Linked DNA regions of Mus musculus: region 1 is linked to region 2. A link is a contact called in public Micro-C data. All regions are on one chromosome and are shown on one strand. Each heading gives the region's core, a stretch centred on a gene start, on an enhancer-like site or on the middle of the called end of the contact. The rest is flanking DNA. Distances are from core to core; before and after follow the strand shown. Region 1 has its middle 80 kb from the start of Lrig1. Region 2 overlaps Lrig1 (leucine-rich repeats and immunoglobulin-like domains 1).

The links. Hi-C and Micro-C count contacts between places; a contact is called where the count stands out from the background.
Region 1: a Micro-C map of muscle stem cells shows a contact between it and region 2, with 2.3 times the contacts expected there. The contact joins two enhancer-like sites. A contact is called at or near these places in 4 of 39 promoter capture datasets (cranial neural crest, embryonic stem cells and liver), 15 of 484 Hi-C or Micro-C datasets (LSK cells, double positive thymocytes, embryonic stem cells and 7 more), 16 of 115 datasets of contacts at active chromatin or transcription factors (CD8 T cells, embryonic hindbrain, embryonic midbrain and 8 more) and 3 of 9 other capture datasets (adipose tissue, embryonic stem cells and liver).

What each region holds. Positions count from the first base shown.
Region 1 is chr6:94,777,103-94,783,232 of GRCm38.p6, reverse strand. No RefSeq gene overlaps it. Among named protein-coding and RNA genes, the nearest start is that of Lrig1, 80 kb to the right of the region's middle. Within about 2 kb of position 3,127, at least 63 of the 459 cell types and tissues checked have an H3K27ac peak or open chromatin away from gene starts, as enhancers often do. A contact at or near this core is called in muscle stem cells, where this site is marked.
Region 2 is chr6:94,680,867-94,687,751 of GRCm38.p6, reverse strand. All of the region lies in intron 1 of Lrig1 (leucine-rich repeats and immunoglobulin-like domains 1), which reads left to right. Among named protein-coding and RNA genes, the nearest start is that of Lrig1, 16 kb to the left of the region's middle. Within about 2 kb of position 2,326, at least 30 of the 459 cell types and tissues checked have an H3K27ac peak or open chromatin away from gene starts, as enhancers often do. A contact at or near this core is called in muscle stem cells, where this site is marked.

The DNA of each region.
Region 1 (6,130 bases), core at 1,878-4,377, 95 kb before region 2:
ACCCACAAGATGGAATTTAAAATGACAAATCTCTCTTGGGGGATGGATAAACAGGCTGTGCTGCATCCAGTTGATGAAATACTACTCAATAGAAAAGAAGAAATTAGTGAGACCACCATGGTACACAGTGCATGGCAACACGCAACTATGGTATGGAGAGGCTGGGGCTAGGCAGCACATGGCACAGGAGACGAGCAGAGTTCCCCACATCTTCACGGATTTGTGACTGAATGTGCTTTTCAAAAACCCACAGAACCACTCAATCAGTTTTACTCTCTCTGTCTCTGTGTGTGGTGTGTGTGTGTGTGTGTGTGTGTGTGTGTGTGTTTGTGTGTGTTCAAAGTATTTCAGGATACTGCTCTACCACTGAGCTACTTGCTCAGGCCCAAATTTTAATTTTTCAGTTGAAGACTGATGTTCAGGTCCCCCACAAAACCAAAAATGCCTGTGGCATATTAGCCTACCTGTAATTCCCGTGCTCAGAAGGCAAAGAGCCCACAGAGAACTGGCTAACTGACTGGGTCAGCTCTGGGTTCACATGAAAGACCCTGCTTCTACATTCAAGGTGGAGAGCAATCAAGGAGGACAACTTAAGTCAACCTCTGGCCTCCAGATAAAGACACACACACACACACACACACACACACACACATGCACACAAAGACACACACAGACAGACATACCACACACAGAGACAAAGTCAGAGACAAAAAAAGACAGAATCAGAAAGGCAGAGACAGACAAAGACCCACCCACACCCCCATAAACACAGAGAGAGAGAGACAGAGTCAGAGACAGACATAGACAGAGAGGCCAAGAGACACACAGAAACCCATACACAGAGAGAAAAAGAGAAAGAGACAGAGATAGACAGACATAGACAGAGACAGAGAGGCAAAGAGACAGAGACCCACACATATTCCCATACAGAGAGAGATAATCAGAGACAAAGACAGACAGATACAGACAGAGAGACAGACAGACAAAGACCCACACATATTTCCATACACACACACGAGATAGACACACACAGAAACAGAGATAGAGAGACAGCGAGGCAGAGAGGCAGAGAGAAGGGGGATGAAGAAAGGGAGGAGGGAAGGGAGGAGGGCCGAAAGGTAACGATAGGAGACTATTGGACTAGTGTAAGGTGCGTGGCTGGTCCTGAGTCCTCAGGAGTGCTGACTTCCTTCCTAGGCTGGAGAGGTGGCTCCATGGTAAAGTGATTGCTTAGAGAACACTAGGACCCAAATTTCACCTGGGATCCCCAAACCCAGGTGAAAAAGCCAGACAAGGTGATGACGTTCTTGCAATTTCAACTGGGGCAGAGGAAGCCCATGGGTCCTTGACTCTGGCTGCTTCACTAGCCTAGCCTCCTTGGCAAGTTCCAGGCCAGTGAGAAACCATGTCCAACAAAACAAAGTGAGCTGGGCATCGCGGTGCACACCTTCAATCCCAGCACTTGAGAGGCTGAGGAAGGTGGAGCTCTGAGACTGAGACCAGTCTGGTCTGCATATATAGGTAGGCCCAGTCCATGATGAGGGAGTGCCATCCTAGGAAGCTACTGTTCCTACCTTGAGTTCCTGCCCTGTCAACCCTGAACGATAGACTACAAGCTCTAAGCTGAAAGGAACCCTGTTCTCCCCACATTGCTTTTGGTAATGGTGTTTTATCACAGTCATAGGAGCCCTAACTGAGATGCTTTGCTCTCGCACTTTTGGAATGTTTAGCCCAGTGCCCTGAACCACATCCTATGCCTGAGCCAGTCTTGTCACTCTACAGGTGAACGGACATTGTTATTGTTTTTTGGTTTTTGTTTTTTAACTAGAACATAAACGGTGAGAATTTTATGAGTTCACTGTGGTCCTGCCTAAGACAGTGCCTGGCTTATACTAGGTGCTCAATGAACTGATGAATAGGCCAGCCTGGATCTACCCAATATGCTGCCTAGGAAGGAGGAAGTCAGCGCTCCTGTAGATTCAGCACCAGCCACACAACTTACCATAGTCCTGAATGGTGCCCAGTGACCCACATGTCTACAGAAGCCTTTTGACCCAAGGGAGGTTCCCTTACTCCGCCAACATGCAGGTCACCTTTCCCCAGCCTCTCAGGGAATGCTCATTAATTTTAACAGTAAGCCACAGGAAGCACATTTAACAAGAGAGATACACTGGGGCCAGGGATCCCATTATTCTTCCTCAGCACTTGGAGCGGGGCTTTTTGGAACCACCACATGACCGCTCCCATCATTTCTAAGTAGATTTATCGTCTATTCTTTTGCACAGTATTGAAGCAGTGTAATTCCTTTCCAACCTGCACTTTTGGCTTAGTTTTATAGTCTGAACAAAACATTCTCCCCTGCCCTTGGACTCCTTCTTAGGTTTTATGCCCGGGGGCAAGGGTGGGGACCCACATGATTTTAAATGCTTTGGGGCTGGGTGGCTTCTTCCTGCATCTTAGCCCCTCCTGTCCTGAGAGCCAGACACGAGAAGTTGCCTCCCACATTTATAAGCTGGTTTTCTTGTTTGGCAAAAACACATCTTGTTCCTCTGTCCTTGGCTCACCTGGGGAAAACTTCAGGTTCAGACTTTGAGCTTGAGACAGTTCAACAGCTGTCATAAGTAAAAGGAGGAGCACCTGGTATTTCCAGCGTCATCCTTAGTGCCTTCATTCCAGTTTTACCCTCAATGGGTCCTCAGATGTACCCCGAGTTGGGCTGGTGCCATCTTTGCCCTTCAGGTCAAGGAACCTTGATATAGATTCTGAGATCATTCCAGAAGCAAGATCACAAGGTTGCCATACCCAAACCCTCACAGAGGTTGCAAAATTAGACCCAGGTTGTTCCTGAATTTCTAGAGCTTAGAACGAAAAGAAAGGAAAAGATCTTGTCTTTTGTCTCCTCCAGCAGTTTACGTAAGGCTTTGACATATACAGGAACGATGGCTTGGCGTCAAGCTAACGTTTTCTCTTTGAATTTTCCCTTGTGCTACTTTAGCCTTCCGTGGATGCCCAGAATCTTCTCTGTGTACCAAAAAGAAGGTAGGAATTGTGGGAAGCCTCTGGCAGAAGAGGTTTTAACCTTACTCCCTCCCTGCCAAAGGCCGGCTTGCCCCGGCAGGCTGAGACAGCGTGGAAACCACATGTCCAGTGAGAACTGGCTGGCCTCTCGCCTCTTACAACCTGGAAGCTCTTGTGTAATTAGGAGAGGCAAACACTTGCAGTTTTTCCACTTGCAGTGTTTGCGGGCTTGCTGCTGGCCATGTGACCTCAGTCAAAGTAGGTGGTTTCCAGAGCATGGAGAGCCAGAGTCATCTTAGAGACGTCATTAGGGATGCCTGCCAAGGCCAAGTCACAGAGATGTTCAGGGTAGAGGTATTTCTGATAGCAAAGGAGAGGAAGAGAGAGGGAGTGGGGAAAAGAGAGGAGAGATAAAGAAATTAAGAAAAAGAAGGGATGAAGGAAACAGGGAGGGAAGGAGGAGGCAGAGGGGAAGGCTCCAAAGCTCCACAACAGAGCAGTGGCTGAGCCACAGTTGGGGACAGCAACCTGTGGTCCAACCTAATGACACTATGAGATGGTTTCCTCCTCTATACACTGGCCAGTTAGATGGAAACCAGTGGTGTTTGGTAGATAAATAGATAAATGTTCGGGAATTAGTCTTAACTTACAAACACTTCCATTCTATGTACCTTGTGATTTCATTTTTATATATATATAAAAATATAAGACTGCCAGACTAAGGATGTGGCTCCGTTTGTAGAGTGCTCGCCCAGCATGCAGGAAGCCAGCAGCAACACTGCATAAGCCAGATGTAGTGAGACACACCTATAGACACAGGGGTCAGGGCGTAGAGGCAGGAGATCAGTTCAAGGTCATCCTCAGCTGTTTTGAGAGTAGCATGGGATACACGTGACCTAGTCTCTAAACGGGGGGGGGGGGGGGGGGGGGGGAGACTGTATACTAAAACTAAGCAGCTTTTATATTGAGTGATAAAGCTATGAGTCTTTTCGTTTTGATTTCTTGACATTTTCTAGGTTCTTCCAGTGAATACAGAATGAAAACAGTTAAAAGTTTGGGGGTGGGGATGCAGAGAAGCCATAACCACTGGGGAGGAGAAGAAAAATAAAGACCTTACTTTTTTTTTTTTTTTTAATCTAAGATTCTTTTTTGCCCAGGTATTTGGCCCTCCTCCAAGGACATGTGTGTTTAAGTTCCTGTCTGTCACTGAGAACATAGAGTTAGCTGCAAGAGATATTGTGCAGCCTGCCGCAAAGCACAGAACTTCTAAGTGCTGTGGGTATTTGGGGCAGGATGCTCTTTCACCCATGAGAACTGCACTGTAGATGAAGGCACTCTAGCCAGCCTGACCAAGGCAAACTTGGCCCTGGCAGTTCTTACCTTTCTCCCCCATTCCCCCTGCTTTGCTAAAAAAAAAAACAAAAAAAAAAACATTAAGTTACATCCCTAAAGCTAGCCCCCAAGGTCTATTCCCTTATTTGGCCACTTCCTCTTCCTGGGCTTGACTACCAAGGTCCAGCTATTAAAGTATTGAAGTCCAGCAATCGAAAGTCCCCTTTGGACCACTTTAATTAACATGCCCAATTAAAATTAAACATCTCATCCTACCATAGAGGTTTCCTTTATAAATAACTGCCGATTTCCTATGAGCCACCTCTGTCTCCTCTCTATCCAGAGGCAGTCCTTTGTCCCCAGGGACAAATATCCCTCCACCGTCTCCCTTGTCCTCCTACCCCTTCTCCCTTCTTCTCTGTCTCCTGTCTTGCTCTCTTATCCCCTGCCCTCTGTCCCTCCAGGGCAAATAAATCTCCTTTGTGCTGAAAACTTGGTCTTGGGGTGTCCTCCGCTGACTCTGAGGCTCCCTAGAGTAGAGTGGCAATACCCCGTCCTCTGCTCTCTGGACCTCAGCACATGCCCTTCTGGTTGAGTCTGTAAAAGGCAGGATCTCCAGTAACAAATGTTCCTGAGGGCTCGCAGGGGGCATACCACAGTTGGACACGAGCACAGCGTTTGGGAGAATGGAGCAAGCCGGATGTGGCACTGCTTTGTGGGATCAGCAAGTCTGAGGGTGACCAAGAAGTCCCCAAACATGCTAGGAAAACTGGAGAGCCCATGGAAGAGAGACCAGGGCTGGAAGACAAGAGATCATTTGGACAGCTTCAAAGATCTAGAGTCTTTGAATCCCAGTCTCCTACTGTCTGTATGCTCAAGGCAGGAACTAGGCCCGTCACCTTTTCATCTCGAATAGGGAACTAATAATATTTAAGAGATTAAGCATTTTGGAAATAGGGATAAGGCAAAAGAGCTCCAGAATTCTTAAGAGAGTTAATGAATCCCTCTGAATCTGTTTCCTGATCTGTCAAACGGGTGCAATGCTTCTCCTGGCACAGAGGTTCTATGAAGCGTAGTATGCTAAAACCCCTTGCCCAGGGCACATCACACACCAGGTGTCATCTAAGTCATAGCCAACAATAACTCAGTTGCTGTACACTGTGGTTAGACACCAGTGGGTGCAGCTCATTTACTCCTCATCGAAGTCTGTTCATCTATTTGTTGCCATCCCACTTTATACATGAGAGCAAGCACCAATGAAGGACGCTTGGGGACCTACTTAACATCCTCCAGCTGGGAAGTGACAGAGCTCATTAGGAAGCGCTCACTCGCTTTCATGCCACTCCGCATTGCCCCTTCAGCCTTCAACGCAGACACGGTCAGTGTATTATGTCCAGTGTATTCTCTAGTCTACACACTGCCGTACATATTCCATAATGCATCATGAGTGGACACCGATGTGGCATCATGAATCTACAGATGCCTCTCTGGGTTGAAATCAAGATGCCAGTCTGGAGTTGGGTCTCAAACCAGGCTTGGTTCCTCTCCTAAGGACCCTGGCGGCGGCAAGAACTTAAGGACTGCAGCTCCCACACGTACCACAGTTCCTCAGCATGTGACTTCCAGGGCAGTTGTAGAAACCTGGGATTTTGCTTCCATAGGGTCAGCAGACACATGGCCGTCTGACTCCCCCTTCCTGACTCTTTCTCAGGTCAACACCCAGTCTTAAAAACCACCAACAGGTTACGGATTTCACGACATGACCGCTGGTTAGCAGCAC
Region 2 (6,885 bases), core at 1,077-3,576:
TGGGCAACCATTTTCGTCTACTTAATGATTGACAGACCAGCAAGAGAGAAAAGAACGGGTCAGGTGGTACCAAATGACACATGAGGTTGTCTTCTGACCTGCACATGTACGTGTATGTACACCCCGCACACATGTACACACATGACACATGTGCAGCCTTAGATGTGTATAACCTTACACCTGTAGTCTCAGCACTGGGGAGGAGGGGCAGAAGAATCAGGAGTACAAGGCCAACACCTACTGTGGTTGAACCCAATCTGGACTACCTTTGTTATTGTCTAAACAAACAAACAAACAAAAACAAGTGAAAAGGCAGCCCTTTTCTGTCCTGTTGTTTAAGATCAAAATAGCCCAAATGCTTTTCCCACCCTTGTACGAGCTTAATCTAGAGTGCCATTTTCTGCTACTCCTGTGCTCTTCCGTGTCTTTCCTGTTTGTGTCTGATCTTCTCCCAGAGGATTCTCAGTCCTATTAGGTAACTTTTTACCTCAGTTAGTTGGGGAGGCCATAGGAACTGTGGTTGTTTCAGTCCGGTCTGTGGAGAGGACTGAAGGCACATGGAGTGGGGGTTAGCTGTGAGGTACTGCCGTGTGTGGGATCTGTGTTGCCCTCATAGCCCATTGAGGTAAAGGGGTGACAGTGGCCTCTGTCAGGTGGGGAGCAGTGCTTCTTAGCTTGGAGTCAGGACTTTGCTTGTATTCGAGAGAGAATCTGGGACATAAAACCAACATTATGGCAAGTGCTCCCTTCCCTCCTCCTCCTCTCCCATTTTCTCCGTTCTGCCTGAGAACCACTTCAAAGGCTCCGATGTGCTGGTGCCGCAAGCTGCACAGTTATTGTTAAAGAATTTGGAGATATAATTGAAAACAAACTGTTCGAGCAGAGCAGATCTAGGCAAGTTCTAGCTCTGAGGGAGAAGGGAATTCCAAGTTCTTCCTCTATTTGGAGCTGATGTCTCAGAACACTTGTTCTGTAGAGTCATCAGTGAACGTTACGTCTGGGAGTTGTATGTTGGGAAACGGCGTTCTTTTTAGATGGAGAAGAAATATAAACGCATACATAGAGTTACAGTGCAGTTGGAAAAGTGTAGTCAGAGTTAAAAAAAAAAAAAAACACAAACAAGCTAACATTTAAACCAGCAGAGTGATTGGCCATGCGATTGTGACTCTTCAAATGGAATGTCCATATTTGGATGCAGTACCACAGCTAACTTACTTACTGGGCCCCCTGTTCTTCGTTTTGGGGGCCGCTGACATTTCAGAAATATCACAGGCAGAATCATTAGCCACAGCAAGTGTGACTTCGGAGTTTGAGTTCCCTAAACATTTGTGCTCCTTACGTCAGTTCAGCTTCTGTTTGCCAGTAAAGGCCCTAGAGCATCCATGGTTCGGACTCTGTGAGAAAAACTCACTATCATCTGTGAGCTTCTTGTCACAGGCTGTGGTTGGGAGATAAAACAGCCTGTGATCTCTGATTAAGAGTGGCACCCCTGGAACGTGGCCTTGTTTGAGTGACTTTGGACAGTTTATTTTCTCTTTGCCTCCTTTTTTTTTTTTTTTTCTTAAATGAGAATGACTGAAGTTCCCACCTTATTGAGATCGTTTAAGGACAAATGCCTGACACGTGGTTGAAGCCACATGAGTTGTAACCGTTTATGTTTTTATAGCAGGATATATGTGTTAACTAATTTGAAATATTCTGTTGAAATATATCATGGATGTTTTATACATCAAGTCCAGTGTTGGTAGAGGACTGGTCAGGGCCTATCCGTAGCTGAGGTTGGAAGTCTAGTCTGCTTGCACATGATCGTAATAGAAAAAAACGCTGTAAGACAGTTCCTGGCCCTTGTAGTATTTTCAGGTCTGAGTTCCCTGAGGCCAGTCACTGGCCCCTTCTGCTCTCGAGTGGCCTGAATTACCCCGTTTTGGCACACAGTTGGTGCTTTATTAGTGGTGTCTAAAGTGTGATTTTGGAGTGTATGCTTCTGGACTGCTCTGTGCTTTGCCTCTTTGGTGAGGAGGTGGTAGCAGGCACATATGCCTTGCCATCTGTTGTTTATTGTTTCTGTTAGGTTGTGGTTTGTGTCCCTGTTGCGTGTTTCTTTGGTTTCTGGAGCAACTGCCAATATTATATGCTTGGGGATCAAAAAAAAGTAAACTATTTATAAACAGTAAAGTATCCTTGGGTTTGGAAAGTGTTTTTCTCAAATGCGTGTATATTTGGTGGCTTTATTATAATCTCACTGATGTATCATTAGACAGTGTGCAGATTGAGGCTCATCTAGAAGATGGGCAAGTCAGAGTCCAGCCTTGTGTAACCAGCACACAAACAGCCTTGGTGATAAGGCCCCGGTGTTAACGCTGACCCGAGCGGTGTATTTTTAACTCAAGAACATATAAACAGTTTAGCCTGCTGATGGAGTTTATACTTGCCCAAAATCCTTGGCATGCCCAGGGCCGGGTGGTGCTGGGGAATACATGTGGTCTTAGGAGAATGCTTCGAGCAGCAGTCACCCATGGCCCCCAACCCTTCATTTTAGAGAAAGGAATGCAGGGATGGAAAGAATGAAGGGACAGGCCGGTTGCTGATTTTGTATGGTGCATTTTACATTGAACTTTAAAAAGTCCCTTTTCTCCTTGTTGTGTAGGCGTGAGGTGAGGTAGAGAGCTGTTGACTCCGGGTTTTGTCGGTGCTTTCTCCCCTCCCTTCTCAAGCCACAAGGGGTCTTTGCAGAGTCACAAATTAGAATAGACTTCCTGCTGCAGGCTGTCCACTCCCTCTCGAGCTTCCTAGTGCATTCCTAGCTGGTTCCATCTGCCCGTGCTATCATGTGGTGTTTTTTCTAGCTTCTGGTTTGCCAGCTTGTCCTGTGCATGTCTGGAAGAAGGTTCTTCAGTTTTGGAGACTCCTGTCTGTCTTTCTTAGATGTCTGTTCCCCGGAAACTATCATTTGTATTCTCTTTGACTTGGATTCCCGTTCCGGAAGACCCTACAGTACTCATATAGGCTTTGCAGGGCGTTAATGTGGCACCTCAATTTGTCTGTAAGCTGCCCTAGAGTCGAGACTGCCTTTCTTTCTAATGCTTCTTTTTTTCCCTCCACAGACTCTAGGTAGCATCAAGCCTGATAGATACATAATATGTGCAGGCAGCACAGGTACAGAAGTACAAAGACTGACAGTCCTTCTTCCAGGCTCTCTGGCAGGGCTTGGATAGCTCAGGTTGGCCTCAAGTTTGCTAGTAGAGAAGAATGAACTTGAACTTCAGATTCTCCTCTTCTGCCTCCCAAGTGCTGCCTTCCAGGTGTGTGCTGCTGCGCCCACTCTATTCAAGGGCAGGGCTTGAACCCAGGGCTTCCTGCATGGTAGGCATTTGGTCCTGGCCAGTGGTCTTCTTTCTCTCTACCTTTCTAAGTCCTGTAGGAATGGACAGAACAGCTCTGGCTTCCCAGGGCTGTGTATCTGTTCCTTTCCCCATTGACCTACTTGTTTAGCAGCCCCCTTCATCTTCTACCAAGTGCTCATGTTGAATATTTAGAAGAACAGGAAGGTTTTAACACCTTACAACAGGAGTTTAGAAGATGACTGACAGGCACTGGAGGCACTGCCCGGGACCTGTCTTCCCTGTGGGGTCCCTGGGTTCTGCTTCCTTGCTGGAGTCTTCCCCATGGCTGTCCTTGGCAGGTGGGCCAGACTGTACAGCTTTCCTCTGAGTTGTGTTTGGCCAGGGCACCCATGGCATATTTCTGAACTGTTGACATGGTCTCTCATCTGCTCCTTTGCCGGAGCTGCCCGGTGGAGTCTGTTTTGGGGAGGGTTGCTTTTCACTTTGACTAAGGCTGTCTAGACACCCTTCCCCTTGTGGTTATTCTGCTCAGTTTATGCTGAGCCCTCGCCAGGCAGCTGGTTTTGGTTGCCTGAGCTCTTGGTTACTCTGCTAAGACCTCCTCTGACAGAAAGCATGAATAGGCCAAGGTCATTTTTCTTCCTCTTTGCTCTTGGCAGAAGGAAGGATTGCTCTCCTTGACTGGATCCAGTACATACAACATTCAGGGCAGGTTACTGTATCCTCAGGGGACAAAGCCAAAGTAGCAACACAGATTTCTAAGGGCCAGTACAACAGACTCTGGCCTCAAGGACTTATAAATCTGACCCCTTTCTGTGTGGCCCTGGGGTATGACACTTCAGCCCCTACTCCATCCTTAAATACATAGGACCTCTGAAGGCAGAGGAGTCATTGCAGATCTTCTCAGGGTGGGTCCTCGCTGGGCAGTTGAGAACAGCTGAGAAGACGGCTCTGCTGCGGCTCAGCCTTGCTCATTGGTTTTGATGATTAGGGAGACTTGCTTGGGCTTGGGATTCTTCTGCAGGGAGGCCTTTGTACCTGATAACCTGAGCTAGCTGGGGGGAGGTGTGCTTTCTGACGTTGGTTGGTTGAGCAAAGCTGCCTTAATCTAGTGAACATGTTATTAATTACTTTTAATTTATATGGTAATAAATGTTAGGAATAAAAAAGGGAAAGTGCAAAAGAAATGGTGATTCGCTTTATTATTCAGTAATAAATACCATCATTTTGTTGTATGAGTTTGCATCGGTGTTGCGATTAAATGCCTGCTTCAAACTGCAGGTGTTTGTTTTGAGGTGACAATATGATAATGTTGTGCAATCCTGAATGGCTTTGAATCCCACAGCCTCCTGCCTCAGCCTCCAAAGTGTTGGGATTATAACCCCAAGCCCCTTACAATACCTGGCTCAAATTATGGGTTTTTTTTGGTCTTTATTATTTTTTGAAATAAAAATACGATCACATAGTTTTCTTCTTTTCTTTCCCCGATCCCACCCTTTCTGTGCACAGTTCTCTCCCTTGCTCTTTCTAATTCATAGCCTCTGTTTCTTTAAGAGTTTGTGTGTGTGTTTCTAAATACATGAAGACAACCTGCTTAGTCCATATACTATAACTTGTATGTATATGGTTTCAGGGCTGCTTACTTGGGTAACCAACAATTTCAACTTATGTTTTAAAAACTCAGTATTATGAATATTTCCTCTATGGTTAAACTTTATATAAAACAGTATGGTTTAAGTTATAATTAATCCTTCCCTGATAACGAGCCTCTAATCCTTTTGTGCATAGTTATTTATATACTTCTTAGTTCTTAGACTGAGTTACCTCGTCTAGGTTGCTCTTGATAGGAAAATTCTTAAGGCTTTTACTACAACTTCCCCCAAGAAAGCAGCTGCCAACCAGTTTCCAAGCTCCTGCTTGCTTTCCTCACTCTCAGCAGCTCAGAGACTGCTTTTCGCTCTCTGTGCTGCACACCAGGACGCTGCCTCGCAGCCTCCCAGCCTCCCTTTCTTTGGATGGTGAGGCTGAACATGTTTCACTGGTTAGCCACAGGTTCTTCCTCTTTCAATCTTCTTCTTCTTTTCTTCTGTTTGATCCAGTATCGATCATGATGCCCTAACCGTGGGCTTGAGACTTGGCCACTGTCGGACTCTCTGGAGCTGGCGTTTCTGAGCCAGGGCAGATCTAATTCTGTAGAAAGCTGTGCTCCTGGTGGCCATGGCATAATTTTGGCCCTGAACCAGGACGTTCTTTCTTTTTCCTTTTTTTTCTTAGACTCATTTTGCTCTTGTGTTCCACAGAGGAGAATTGCAGTGGCTCTGTGGGTCCCCAGGCTGCTGTAACCCCCTGTGGACTCAGGCCAGCCTACTCAGCCTCTGTACCCCGTCTGTGGCCAGAGTGCCTGGTACCTACAGCTGGTAGGAATCAGGGCAGATTAGCGTGGCCGAGAACCCTTCAGGAACAGCTTCCAGCAAATGGAAATTATTTTAAAACAAATTGATGTGGTTTTTCTGTCAAACCTACTTGGAGCGTAAACAAGGTTGGACTGTAAGCTGCCCGCCGTCTATGGACAAGCCTGTGTTTAGAGTGTGGCTTTCAGCACAGTAAACATGGTCTCTAAAGTGAGTTGTCATTGTGTCTGATTTGAAAAGTAAAAGTTGTAGGCTGGAGCCAAGCCGGCAGACAGTTCTAAGGCGGTGCTGCGCAAGACATCACTCAGTCATTTGTCTTTCTGCCACAAAGATACCACTTCCTGTAAAGGGCTATGGAGCGAGGAGTCATTTGGTGTTAAACCGATTAAGGGGAAAGAAACACCAGGGCGATTTCTGTGGTGAGATAACTTCTTTTATGTTGTTCCTTTGCCATGTGGTAATATCAAAAACATCTTGTGAAATGCTTAATTCTTGGGTGTTTGTGAGTGTGTGCCCTGCACCCTCTCCCCAGTCTCTGTCTGTGTGTATGTCTTTGAATTCTGTGCCAGGCTCAAGGTGGTTCCCCAACCTAGGAACAATATCTTATTAAATTGGTTTCAGCCTCCCTAAAGGGTGAAACAATGCTTTTAATGTTCTGATCATGTATTAATGAACAGCCAGGCCAAGGGGCACTTGCCAAAAAGGTTAGGGCGAGAAGGCCACCAATATCAGAGGGACTTTGTACTCTGGGAGTGTGAATGGTCTTGGGTGAAAGGAGTTTATTGCACAAGGGGAGCAACTAGAATCTCTTTGATGTTGGCTAGCATCCTCCGGGGCTTCCCAGCTAACAGGTCTCTGCTGGCTGGGGTGCTGCTGCAGCGTGGTACTGGGGGGGGGGGTGTCCCTGAACTTGCCCTTGACTGGGAAGGACCAGTTAGGTACCTGTGCAGAAGGAAGCACTGGCCACTCAGAGGGTCTTCAGTGAAGTTCAGTAAGTGCACGCCCTACTGCAGAAGGAACAGCTGTACCTCCCGAGCTTTCCTCTGGAGGGACTGTTTGAGAACCAGCATGCTAGTATTCTAAAACCTCCAGCCCCAACCACAGAAAGAGGTTTGATCCTAATCTTAATA